2 separate regions of the Bombyx mori genome follow, and region 2 is linked to region 1. Evidence: chromatin contacts called from public Hi-C data. All regions are on one chromosome and are shown on one strand. The core of a region is the stretch at or near the end of the contact, and the rest is flanking DNA. Distances in the headings are between cores, read along the strand shown.

Evidence for each region. Hi-C and Micro-C count contacts between places; a contact is called where the count stands out from the background.
Region 2: a contact with region 1 is called in a Hi-C map of whole pupa, with 2.1 times the contacts expected there. The contact joins two enhancer-like sites. A contact is called at or near these places in 3 of 7 Hi-C or Micro-C datasets (all in whole pupa).

What each region holds. Positions count from the first base shown.
Region 1 is chr21:8,495,390-8,501,702 of ASM3026992v2, reverse strand. LOC101741678 (A disintegrin and metalloproteinase with thrombospondin motifs 7) reads left to right here. Exons shown (of 20, transcript XM_038018510.2): 7 at 49-299. Among protein-coding and RNA genes, the nearest start is that of LOC101737826, 34 kb to the right of the region's middle. Within about 2 kb of position 4,247, at least 5 of the 8 cell types and tissues checked have open chromatin away from gene starts, as enhancers often do.
Region 2 is chr21:8,547,915-8,554,373 of ASM3026992v2, reverse strand. The region is part of intron 1 of LOC101741678 (A disintegrin and metalloproteinase with thrombospondin motifs 7); the gene reads left to right. Among protein-coding and RNA genes, the nearest start is that of LOC101741678, 22 kb to the left of the region's middle. Within about 2 kb of position 3,128, at least 4 of the 8 cell types and tissues checked have open chromatin away from gene starts, as enhancers often do.

The DNA.
Region 1 (6,313 bases), core at 2,998-5,497:
AATTTCAATAATCAACATTATCTTGATTAAATTTAATTTTTTGAACAGGTATCTTCTCTGTATATGGATCCGTCGATTGGAAACTACATTAAAGTGGTCGTTGTAAAAATTATCCTTGTCGAAGAGTTAGCTGCCGCACAGGAGCTAGAAGTGTCTACGAATGCTGATTCGACACTCGCATCCTTCTGCCGTTGGCAAGAGCAATTGAACCCAGACAACGATACAAACCCGCATCACCATGATGTCGCTATTTTAGTTACAAGACGCGACATCTGCAGCCAGCACGATTCTCCTTGTAGGTACGAACTCATTTTGAATTTCATTTTTCATTAATAAAATGTACATAGTGCATATATTTTTTAAAGACCAAACTTCTGTGACTGTATACGTAATATTCGTCACAGTTTTCTTGAGTTAGTGAAACCCGTTGGTATTGAGTACATTAGCATTTCTTTTTTTTTTTTCTCGTGCGAGCTAAGACAAGGTCAATGGCAAGTGAAGGCGTCTGTTAGTAATACAAACAGATTGACGATGAGTAACCGCCGCCAAAATAGAACACTTTTGAATTTAAAACTACACCTGGGTCCGTGTACGTCGACGATTCGCAAAAGATTCCCAACTAAAAATTGAATGAGTTGTTTTCATTTTGAATTTTACTGCTTTTTACCCGCAGCAGATTTATATTATAAGTATTGCAATTGATTTATATTATACATTTTTTTTAAACAAAACGCAATTTATAATAACTCAACTGTTTCTAACGGATATTACGATGTGTTTTTTTTTTTATAATTTTGAGTAACAGTCATTACTCATTATCTACTTACTGTATTTTTCGTTTATTGGGAGATTCTGAAGCAGTATACAGACCCTGGCCTTTTCAATGTTGTTGAAGGCCACTGACGATCAGAATACCTTTGATGCCACGTGCGGCATGAAATAGTCACGTGTCCCAGTTTGAAGAATCAGACAACCGTTATATATCTAATGAATTGAGTTATATATCTAATGAATTGAGACTTCGACCTCATGTCTCAAGGCGGATAACGGCATCCACGATGTCTATGGCCTCCAGTAATCACTTCACACTAAAACGCACATGTGGGCAATGATAAAAAATAAAGTTTTATTACTTTTTCTTTAGCCCAAAACACGTAATTACGGATCCTCCTGATCCATTAACGGTGCTTTTAGATTCCACAAGCACCAGTCACCGTCCTCGTCGAACCCGTCACTTGCGATGTAGGGCTCGACGAGCGAATTAACCCACAGACACAGCCCACTAAGTTTCTCGCCGGATCTTCTCAGTGGGTCGCGTTTCTGATCCGGTGGTAGATTCTGCGAAGCACTGCTCTTGCTAGGGCCAGTGTTAGCACCATTTTGGTTTGAGCCCCGTGAGCTCACCTACACGTTAGGGCGAAGCTGTCGATTGGAAACCACATCGGCCTCACAAGGTTATCAGCATAGGTAGGAAAAAAACTTTTTTTTCGCGGATATCCGCGATATCGTATACATTATATTTATTAATATATATCCCAATTTTTATATTTCGTATAGTTGGTGTCGACAGAATGATTAAGAAAACTCTTATAAAAAAAAAACCATATTTGACCCTAGCAGTGCTTTGATTACGTTTTTAATGATTAAACAATATTAATTAAGGCCTCAGTGGCGGATACTTGGCACCGTAATGTCTAACAACAACTGCTTATTGTTAAAACTCTATTGTAAATACTCTTACATCATTCGTCATGTTTTTATCTCGCTTAGCAACCTTGCATTGTGCAACACACTTACCTATTTCTCCAAAACACTGAAACGATAATGCTTTTGTATTTACGTCATCAGCGCGATTATCATTGTTAGTCAAAAATTCAGATGTTACGTTTTATCCATACTATCGAGATCAATGTTATCGGTCGATCAAAAATAATGATGAACATCATTCCTGTAAAATAATTCTTAGATTGATTTTCATTTTTGAACAAGGGCGAATGTTGCTGTGTTTTTAAATGTAAATAATTCAGGAGAACACGCGATTAATATATAATCATTGGCAAAAATCTTCGACCGTGCAAGGTTGATTGTTTTATGTACATGTTTTTGTATGTATTTGCGGATGGCTAACGGCGTTTCGCACTGATCGACCGGTCACTTCAAACGCGCCGACATTAAGGCCAAGGATGTCAGGTGTGTACAAATTGGGCATTCATTATATTTAACAAAAAGCCTATACGTTTGTAACATTGGATAATAATTACAAGTACAATTTTTATGGTAATGAAAACTTTTTTGTAGCGTTGCACAACATTTATAAATATTCGCGTACCAGATTCAAGAAGATTCTTATTAACAAATCAGTAGGTACTACTAGGTACGTCAAAGCTGTATGATTGTTATCTACTAAACTGATGAAATCTAATATTTTGATTTTACGTTTTTTTTTTCTCTCGAGAAAATATTTTCGGACTTTATTACGGGCTCCTATTTTATATTCTACGTGTTTTTAAAAGAGTTCGGATTAATCATGCACGCTGTCTGCACATTTATAAACAAATTTATTTCAAGGAAATGATCAATAGATTTTAAAGTTATCTATTTCGGTATGTTTCAAGGCGGCGGCGCTAAACTGGAAGCGTAAATGCAGTTAACAAAATATTTTAGTTTCAACAAGATATAACGGACAACTGTTAGCCCGTAGACCTGTTTATAGTGACGATAAGCAGACCGATCAGTTACGTAACTTTCTACACTCCTGCCTATCGATTTAGATTGAGCTATTTATAAAAAAAAAAAAAATCGTGAATCTTTTAATGCCTAAATAGAATTCTTAATTTATTTAAAAAGTGTTTTCTCGATCGTTAATCGATTATTGTATTGTACCTACTGAAAAATCGACGATTTTATTTTTCTCTGGTACCTCTCTTTGTGCTCTCGGAGAAATTGATCAACTGTACGGAGAATTGCGGACGAAGCAAAATTTTGGGACACAATCCAATTTCATTGCGACGTCTTTTGTTAGATATCTATTTCAAAATGCTCAACAACAGCTTTATGTGTACAATCAATTATTTTAAAACCGTGAACGAGAATGATAATGCAATACTTAAATCATTAAATATGTATGATAATTAAAATTATTGAAGGAGAAAAAAAAAACGCCTTCAAAAACAAGGAATTTAACTGGTGAATTGCGGTATACTACCGTCGAGGGTCAGAACCGGTGTGAAATGAATGCAACGAGGAAGCTCGATTCGGTAAACGGTACAAACAAGTGACCGAATGTTCTCGGAAAGCGGCAATCAAAAGACAATGAGTTGTTTTGTAACGGTGTCGGTGACGGACCCGCGGGCGACTCCCATGCATTATGCATCTCCCATAAGATCGGAGTCATCAATATTTAAACACATTCGAATGACTTTTACGGAGAGAAAAAAAACCTGCATAATAATGCCGTTCGTAAGGGTCTCGAAAATATCTCGATTGCCAATTACCTCGATTCGTAATCGATTTTCAATACGTAAACATTGAAGCATTCGGAATCACTAAATGAGCATTCGTAAATTAAATTTAACGTATCTTTTTCGTCAAGTCTATTAGCGGTATTCGCTTACGATATCTCGTAACGACCGGAAATCGGCACCGGTAACTTAATTCAATCAACGACTCTACTAAAATCTGTTAAAGTTCTTAAACGAAGGCTAATTTAAATTATTACCTGTTCACAAATACGTAAACGAGTAATGCGTAATATCATTCTACGTAAAATAAAGGTCCTAGGGTAAATAGAGTATAAATATATATAAAAATGAATTGCTGTTCGTTAGTCTCGCTAAAACTCAAAAACGGCTGGACCGATTTGGCTAATTTTGGTCTTGAATTACTTGTCGAAGTCCAGAGAATGTTTAAAAGGTAGATAAATATAAAAATGTTCGGAATTATATAAAAATAACAATTTTGTTTTTCCTTTGACGTGTCCCCCGTCGGACGGATTCCTTTTGTTTGATTTAAGTTTATTTTATACAAAAGTCTAGGGTTTTTATTTATCGATTGAGGCACTACGAAGTCTGCCAGGTCAGCTAATAGGGCAAAAATATGAACGCAATTTAAAGATAAAAGAAATAACAAAGTTTCATCTAAGAAACCTTGAATTTTGGATTTTCTGAAGAATGCCATATGTTAATATTATATGGTAATGTGTCGGCGACCGACAGCGGACGCCACGCTGTCTCGTGTCTCTGCTACGGTCGTACTCACACGCTTATCGCTCCTGCTATGTGAACGCAAGTATTGCAGAGCAGCGTTTGACACGTAAAAGCATAATAAACATTCGATTACCACAAAACAAATGCGAAATTATAATGCGTGGCTTTCAAGGTGGGTGGCGCATTTACGTTGTGGATCTCTATGGGCTCCAGTAACCACTTAACACCAGGTGGGATGTGAGCTCGTCCACCCATCTAAGCAATAAAAAAAAAGCTTTATTTCGGATATTCAACTCGAATATATTCCTCTCATTTATGATTGCGAAAGATCGTGTATAAAAATTAAACCTTCTTTTCGTACAGTCATTTAGAAGTTCTCATATGATTATGACGCTCGCTTTTAGTAAAACGAAAAGCTCGTAATATATTATCTTTAATTATTATGATGAACATTAACTAGCATAATCTACAAGCATTAGCTATATTAAGTATAAAATAAAGCGAAATCTACAAATAAAAAATTACGATAAAGAATAATAAATTTAATATATGTAACTTTCTCTGTTTATAAATGCCGCCTAGAGTCAGTCATCAAAGCCTCCAGCAGCCGACGCGACTGGGATTTCGCGGTTGTTAACGTTTTTTTTTTCATTTACAACGCTACGTGTGACCAAAGCTTCTAAACAATGCCGTGTTTTATTCCTAAAGCAGCATTTCGAAATAAACAATAGAGTAGAATTTCAGAGCAGCTCCGAGTAAAACGTATTGAAAGGTACATCTTTACATATATTTTTTACTACTGTATACTAAATGATATGAAGAGAATTTCACCGAAACCACCCGCTTTGAGACATGAGGCCAAAGTCTCAATTGACTTTTAAAACGGCTGTCGCATCCTTGGTACAGTAGTAAATGTCCATACAAGTTCAGAATGCTCCTAAACACTAATACCTACATGTATACTAACATGTCACGGATTATTGCATAAAGTTGGATCAAAGCCCAAATTCGAAACATTTTTAACAAATAATATTATATAAGTGCAGCTAGAATTCAAAATATAAAATTAATCGTTCATTTAATATTAATTTTACACATGCAACAGGTCGATGTCTAAAGCGAAAAAAAATCAGTATCGCAATTGTAAACGATCGCTAGATGAATTTAGTAATTCCCGCGTCACATCCGAGAGTGATTCTCCATTAAACTATGAGTGCCGGTGTAGATAAGGCTTTTATTCATCTGGCCGACCTTACTTCTACGAAATCTATAATAAAAATTTAATAAAACCACGTTATAGTGGCGTCTATCGGTTATTGGCACAGTTTCACAGAAAAGACATCAACGGGTTATTTATATTGTCATATTATTTTTTTATAAAAATGCGGCACGTGTCGTATTTTCTCGAACTCAATATATACGTAGGTATCGTTAAATTTTAATCGTACAATCATGACGTGGTCTCGTTTTAATAACAAGGGAATGTTTCCATCGTAAATCAATAATTTAAACCAATACCCTAGCTGTGTTATAAAGGCAAACCTCATGTTCCGAACATCGAGTTTGTTTTTCATATCAGTGTATTGAATTTATTGCATAGAATTTATAGAGATTTTCGTTGGCTTCCGCATGGCTGTGAGTCAGCCACCAACGTATATTATTAGCCGGCTATTCCCGCTCTTGTAGACTTCACAGATTAGTGAAATAGCTTTCGTAACGTATTTATTTGAATTAGTCTACAATTGCGCTGTTTTAGATGCTATTAATGATAGGTGCGTGTAAAAAAGTTTCGCGGTAAGTACCTAAACCAATTAAAGCTTATTACCGATCTGCATATTTTTAACGTTCACAAGACTTACAGCTTTGTACATTGAATTACATCAACAAACTAGAAAATATCATTTCAAGTATTTATAATTGTTTTTTGAGATTTACTACAAGACAAACCGTAAAATGGGGCGATTAGGGACAAATTCCAACTTTATGAGCAATTTTAAGGTAGTTGTTGATGTATATAATGCTATATCAGGATCAAAATGATTGAGTCTTGGGGGCATCTTTGTTGTCTAATTTAAAATTATGCAACTAGCATTCCAGTTTAAGCAAAA
Region 2 (6,459 bases), core at 1,879-4,378, 54 kb before region 1:
TCAAAGCTGACGATTGAAATGGCGATTTTAAGCCGTTGTAGGTTTGAATTTGTTGGTGAAAGATTATAAATAATGCAGGCCGCCCACAGTCTGCTGAGTTCAATGTAAGGTACGTTTCGTTTCACGATTTTCTCTCAACAATCAGAGACAGATTTATGGATCCATTCCTTGGCCCACGCGTTACTTCTCGTTAGAGGGAAAAAGAGGCATCCTATTCGCTTTAAAAGATTATTCCACAGAGATAACATAAACTATAAATCAATACTTGCGGTGCGTCTATAATGACGTATAATCGAACCGATAATTTGACACGTGTTTAGAACTGCGATAATAGCCATATATGACGAAGCGAATGGTTTATTAAAAAACTGTGGCGACTACGTGATTAATAACAAAAGAACGACGCAAAAATTAGATTTATCAATGGTAAAAACGTAGTTCTGACGTATTATTAATTATGATTCTACTGTATTAAATATATAAAAAAAAAAAACTGTACTAATTTATATGTTCATTCAGTCAATTCTTATATATACAGCTAGTTTTTAATATCTACTGCAAAATACTATAATATATTTTTTAAATCGTAGTAGAATTTTCGTTCACCTTTATAAAAAATTAGAGATTCAAAATGAAACTTCTAAAACATTTAAACATACATAATATTCAATAAGTGATATGGTTCCTGAATGCAGTTTATTATTGTCCACCTGCTGATGGTGTTAACTCACTAGTGAATGGGATACAAAATGGTTCACATTTTATCGACAACTACGAAAACTGCGTGACTTACAATTGAACGTGTGCTTCACTAAATGTATGGAGAAATGAAGGTAAATAAAATGTGAATTAAAAGAAACAAATAATGACAGAAATAAACATTCCATCACGAGATGTTCTTGGTCTTAATTAACAACAAAAACAATTGGCAAGACCGATTGCAGAAATACAAAACAACGTTGATAAAAAAATAATGTAAACAGACTGCACTGACTGTAGCGAGGTCAATTTAGTTTAAAAATTAGTAATTAACACTATTAAAGATTTATGTTTTTTGTACTTACTTCAACACTAACACTTCATCTTCTTGCCCTTAAATGAGAAGCGCAGCATGTTCTCTTGTCATGCTGCATAAAATTTGGCATGAGTTTTACAATCAACCAAATATTTTAATCAGAAATTTTTGACATCGCAAAACGAATACATATAATAAAACGAAACAAAAAAATTAACATTATATTTTTTATTAAAATATTCTAAAGCCAGTCCTATAATTATGATAATCGTAGATTGTATCGATAGAACATGTCTCATCACTAGCGGTCGACCTTTCTGTACGCAGCCCGGGTAGTCACCGAACGGGTTGTAAGTCGTCGAACGTTTCTTAAGGGCTCCTACACACTCTACGATTGATTTAAAAAAAGTGATTTTATTTTAGAAATTCGCGTACTCATCAGTGTTCAGTCAATCAAGAGGTTTCAGGTTCGAGTTTAGCCTCGTACCACTGTGTAGATTGGAAGCCTATTCTAGGGAAGTGCCACTTGCTTTAAAAGTTTTTCTTTAAAACAATTACATAATTAATATTTAATTTAAATTACTCTCTGGCAATTGAATTACTGAATATGTTTATGCAAATAAAGCAGTCACGTGGAACTGTTAGGGAGTATAAAGCTGATTTTAATTTAATTTGACACAAATATCGTTATCATATTAATTTTAATTATCGAATACGAACATTGTTTTTTGTTACTGTAGGTAGACGTTGATGTGATGGCTCACAAAACGCCCTCCCACTGGTAATAACGCAACTTAAGATTTATTTTATTACATAATGTAATCATTCACTATGTCAGCCGTTCGCGAACTTGGGCTCGAAACACTTATAACTGACCTTGGATTTACTTGAATAGTTTCGTAGATGCGGATACAACTATTCTTCTATCCTTAGCCCTCCGCCTCACCAGTCCTTCAATCAATGCATGTTGATTTGTTTCATTTACAATCACGTACTACAGATTAATTTGATACACACTTTTTTATAGTATTATGCGCTGCCGTCGAGTCGGGGTCAGTAGAAAGGCTCACACCTAGTTTTGGCGATCGTAAAAACCATCGCAGTGCGGTAAAGCACTCTAGTGCATCACCCAGAGTTTAACTAAAGAGAGACCGGCTGGCGGAGTATCACGTTTTGATTCGGAACGTTTGTTCTGGTTCAACGAGGTATCTCTAAGAACCAGCGGCACCAGCTGAGTAGCCCATCAGGCTACCGATCGTGACGGGTGAAGTCGCGTCGTTTTCTCCAACGACAATCAGGCGTCTTTCAAATGACCACGTATGGTTGTAATGTTGACAGTGATCGACCGTCCTACATGTACCAAATTCTGTCTTCTGCATCGATTTTAAAATTAACTATGATCGTTTTAGTATCGTATTAGGGTATACACATTTTATTATGTTTTTTTTATTGATAAAAAAACTACTTTACAAAGTTATCAACTTTATTTTATTCGCAATGATTTTAAAAGAATATATGATAATAATATACAAATAACAGCTATTTATATGCATAATAATAATAACCGTCATCACGTAGACTATAGATTAGACACTGTATAGCCATCATACTAAGACTATACATAAATAATAAAAATCTTACGTTACGGACGCGTTTTCTCGGTAAGGGTACCTCTCCGCATCGTCCCATAAGGAACTTCGTTCCAAAAAGAACGTAAGAATATGTACTATAGCTTTCAAATCAAATCAAATCAAATCAAAAAAATTTATTCAACATAAATGAAAGTACATACTTGTTGAACGTCAAAAGAACTACCGCCAATTCACAAGAACTAGCCTCCGTCCTGAGAAGAATTGGCAAGAAACTCAGCGGGCATGTCTTTTTTTTTACATATAAAATTATTATTTATTTACTTTTTAATATTATTATTTTTTTAAATATGAATTTTTTACACTGAGTATTATAACGTAACAATTACTACAATATTGAAATGCCTGGAGCGAGCAACTCATTCCCACTTTGTGCAATCTTCTTTCGTAAGCGGATGTAGATTGGTCGGTGTGCTAGCGCCCTTAGACGCGGCACGGCGATGCATGCAAATCGTATGCGGCTGACAATCTAATTAACACTATATCGCGTGCGCCGTGTTGTTTGCTGATACTGCATCCAATTAATTCGTGTAACGAAAAGTAAAACATTTCAGTGAGCCTCGTTTTTGCATTTATTTGCGTAGTTATTTCAACAAGCCGTATTTCAAATTTAGATTCAAGCTCTTCCCCCAGCTTTACTTATTACTTAAGTATATAACTAAATTCCGTAACAAGAAAAAGTCGATTGAATATATCGATTTTTTCTACTCACATTCGATTACATAGTTGTATCACAATTACTATATTTGCACCAACAACGAACTAACAATTAACACATTTATTTTATTTTATTTATTTATAAATTTGCTTCGATGCTTATGCACTTTATGCACTTTGACACATATTAATAAGTAGAAGTAAATGTTAGGTTTGTAAATGTTTTGCTTTTTATTTATTTATTGCATAAATGGGTAGACGAGCTCACAGCCCGCCTGGTGTTAAGCGGTTACCGGAGCCCATAGACATCTACAACGTAAATATCGCCACCCACCTTGAGATATGAGTTCTAAGGTCTCAGTATAGTTACAACGGCTGCCCCTCCCTTCAAACCGAAACGCATTACTGCTTCACGGCAGAAATATACAAGGTGGTGGTACCTACCCGTGCGGACTCACAAGAGGTCCTACCATTATTAATTAATTATTATGCTTATTTAAAAAATCTTCCAACATATTTAATTCATGAAAGTTCATAAGAAACAAATAAGTTCCATGATAGTTCACGGAAAATAAACCTTTAATATTAATCAATCACGTCCTTCGGAACCGTAAGTTACTTGCACATTTACATAACTCGCCATTTACAAACGTGAGAAGCTAGTTTACTGCTAACTTACTAATTGAATAAAATTCCTATATCGGCACGTTAGTTATTCAGACATAATAAATTACATAATTTACGAGAGCGCAGGTTGAACTCATTCGTTTCGTCTAGCATTCAATGTTGTCTGTAATGGGGTACGTCTCATACAAAGTCGGGTGCGAATTTCGGAGTTTTACTTATTTAAAACGCGTATTGGGTAATTCGAAGTCGATCCTCGTACGGGTCAACGGTGCGACCTACATTTATTTTGTTGTCCTATTAACATTCTTTCTGACAAAACCGGTCTACGGGAGTAGGAACTAAATGACGTGTTTTACGCATGTCTAATAGAAATAACATAATTTTAATCAAAGCACGCGCCTCGTGTTTTAATTTAATAGGATTTGTTTTATCGGATGCCGCGTCAGATTCACACGTGGATTGATGATTCGAAAACAGCGTCCAATAAACAAATGCAACTATGATACTGATTTCAATCACGTTACAAGTTAATTAAGTCATTGCGATACCATTATTTCTGTGCACTAAAATATTTTCAAAATAAACCATAAGGAAGAATGGATACGTTTTATTAAATTTCCCCTTTCCTTGCATTGTGACCTGAATAAAGATCTTTATCGGTGCTATCGAATACAATAGAACATTCTACGATATGTGTTCCGATAAGTCTCAACCTACGCGCTACATGCATAAATGCGCACGCGATCCTAAAACGTTATTCTCCGAAATTGACAGACCGCTGTAGAAACAGCGAAATCGCAGCCAATGTCATCAAACGCCTGTTCTACTCAAGTTTCATCCATCCGCCTCTAGTTCGTTTGTGTAGCATTTGAGAAAACCAATTCACATTATAAGCAGACTATTTTACTATATTTAAAAGTCATTCAACTTTGTGTATGTTTGCGATTTAACGAAAAGTGTTAGTCACGTATCTATCACCTTTGCTTTCATGATCGGTTGAAATAGTTTCAAACAATAAGTCTTCCGCCAAGATTAAGAACAACACTGTTTGGTAATATTTGTATTAGGTACGAAATTAGAATGAAATCAGGCTTTAATAATCAAGTATTTTTTTTCTATTAAATGTTTCTTTTAAAGACATTGATTGTCATTGGACTTTGTATTATTATAATTTTTTTTGGTATACTAATATTGCAAAACTCAATTATCATTCATTAACTTGATGTAAAAAACCCAGACCAATCTTTTTAAATATCTCCCAAGCGGATTTCTTCAATTCACGTGGCCTACTGCCCAGATATGATTAAGCTACACCTCCGCTACCAAAACAATGGATATGAATTATTCATGTATCAAAATAAGACTGTCAGCATACCCCTCTTTTTCACACACACACCCGTGCTTCATAATGAGTTATTTAAATTTAGCGTTCTCACTAACCTAATAATAGCGTTAGCGAAAATGTTATGACGGGTGCACGTAGACGCGAGCCGATATTGCGATTCCGATTTTTATTTATTGTAAACAAGACTTTTTTGAGATCCATCAACACTAAAAGCATAGGTTCTGCGCCCAAGTTTACATAATACAGCAATTCGCACAATTTTCATTTATTTATGTTAAAGTGAATGTGAAACTGTCCAATTACATGATAAAGCAATGAACGACGTGATAAAGTGATCACTTGTCTCTGTCAGATCTGATTGTATCTGAGACCGGTGATTTAACGAGTGACATGACGTATAACAACTATATTACTCGCAAGAGAACCTTTTAAAAATACTTGTGCCCGGTGGTCAAAACCACCTGAAGATTTAGATTCATTTTAATGCATTACATTGTCCCTTTTGTTTTGTTATTTCTTCTTGTAAAACTTTTTTATTGACAGTATTTAAGCTTGGTATAGAAAATTGCCTTGAATTATTTTGTCTTTACTATCTATACTATTATAGACAAATATTAACAAAATAGACAGATAAATAAAAATGCGTACCTACAAGTACATAGTTTCTTCGCTTGTAGCGTTATGTTAACGATAAGAAAATTATATTAGGGAGAATCATATTATTGATAACCACTTGCCGGATTGGAAAACAATTTAAATGTCGAATTAGGTATCTGATAGTACTATTTTTGGGTGTCAATAGGACGACTGGTGCCCCTTAAAAAACATCAGTTATCCATCAACTTTGAGATATGAGATCAAAATTAAATAAAATTAAATCTCAATGTTACTACGAGAACGCTGATCCTCGCCGAATCAATACGAATTAATATTAATTTGCTGCATAAATAGGAAACGGTTTGCTGTGATTGGCGGCGGCTTTCTCGTAGTAGTGTCTATGAGCATTCATTGTCGATTCAACACCGATTTATCTGCGAGTTTGGCTACTTGTCTAAGTACACAAAGAAGATATGTATACAAACGGTATTTGCTAGTAATAAATTCTTAATCCGAACGATGATTGCATATTAGCACCGTAGATTAGCTAGACAAACACTGCAGAGTCG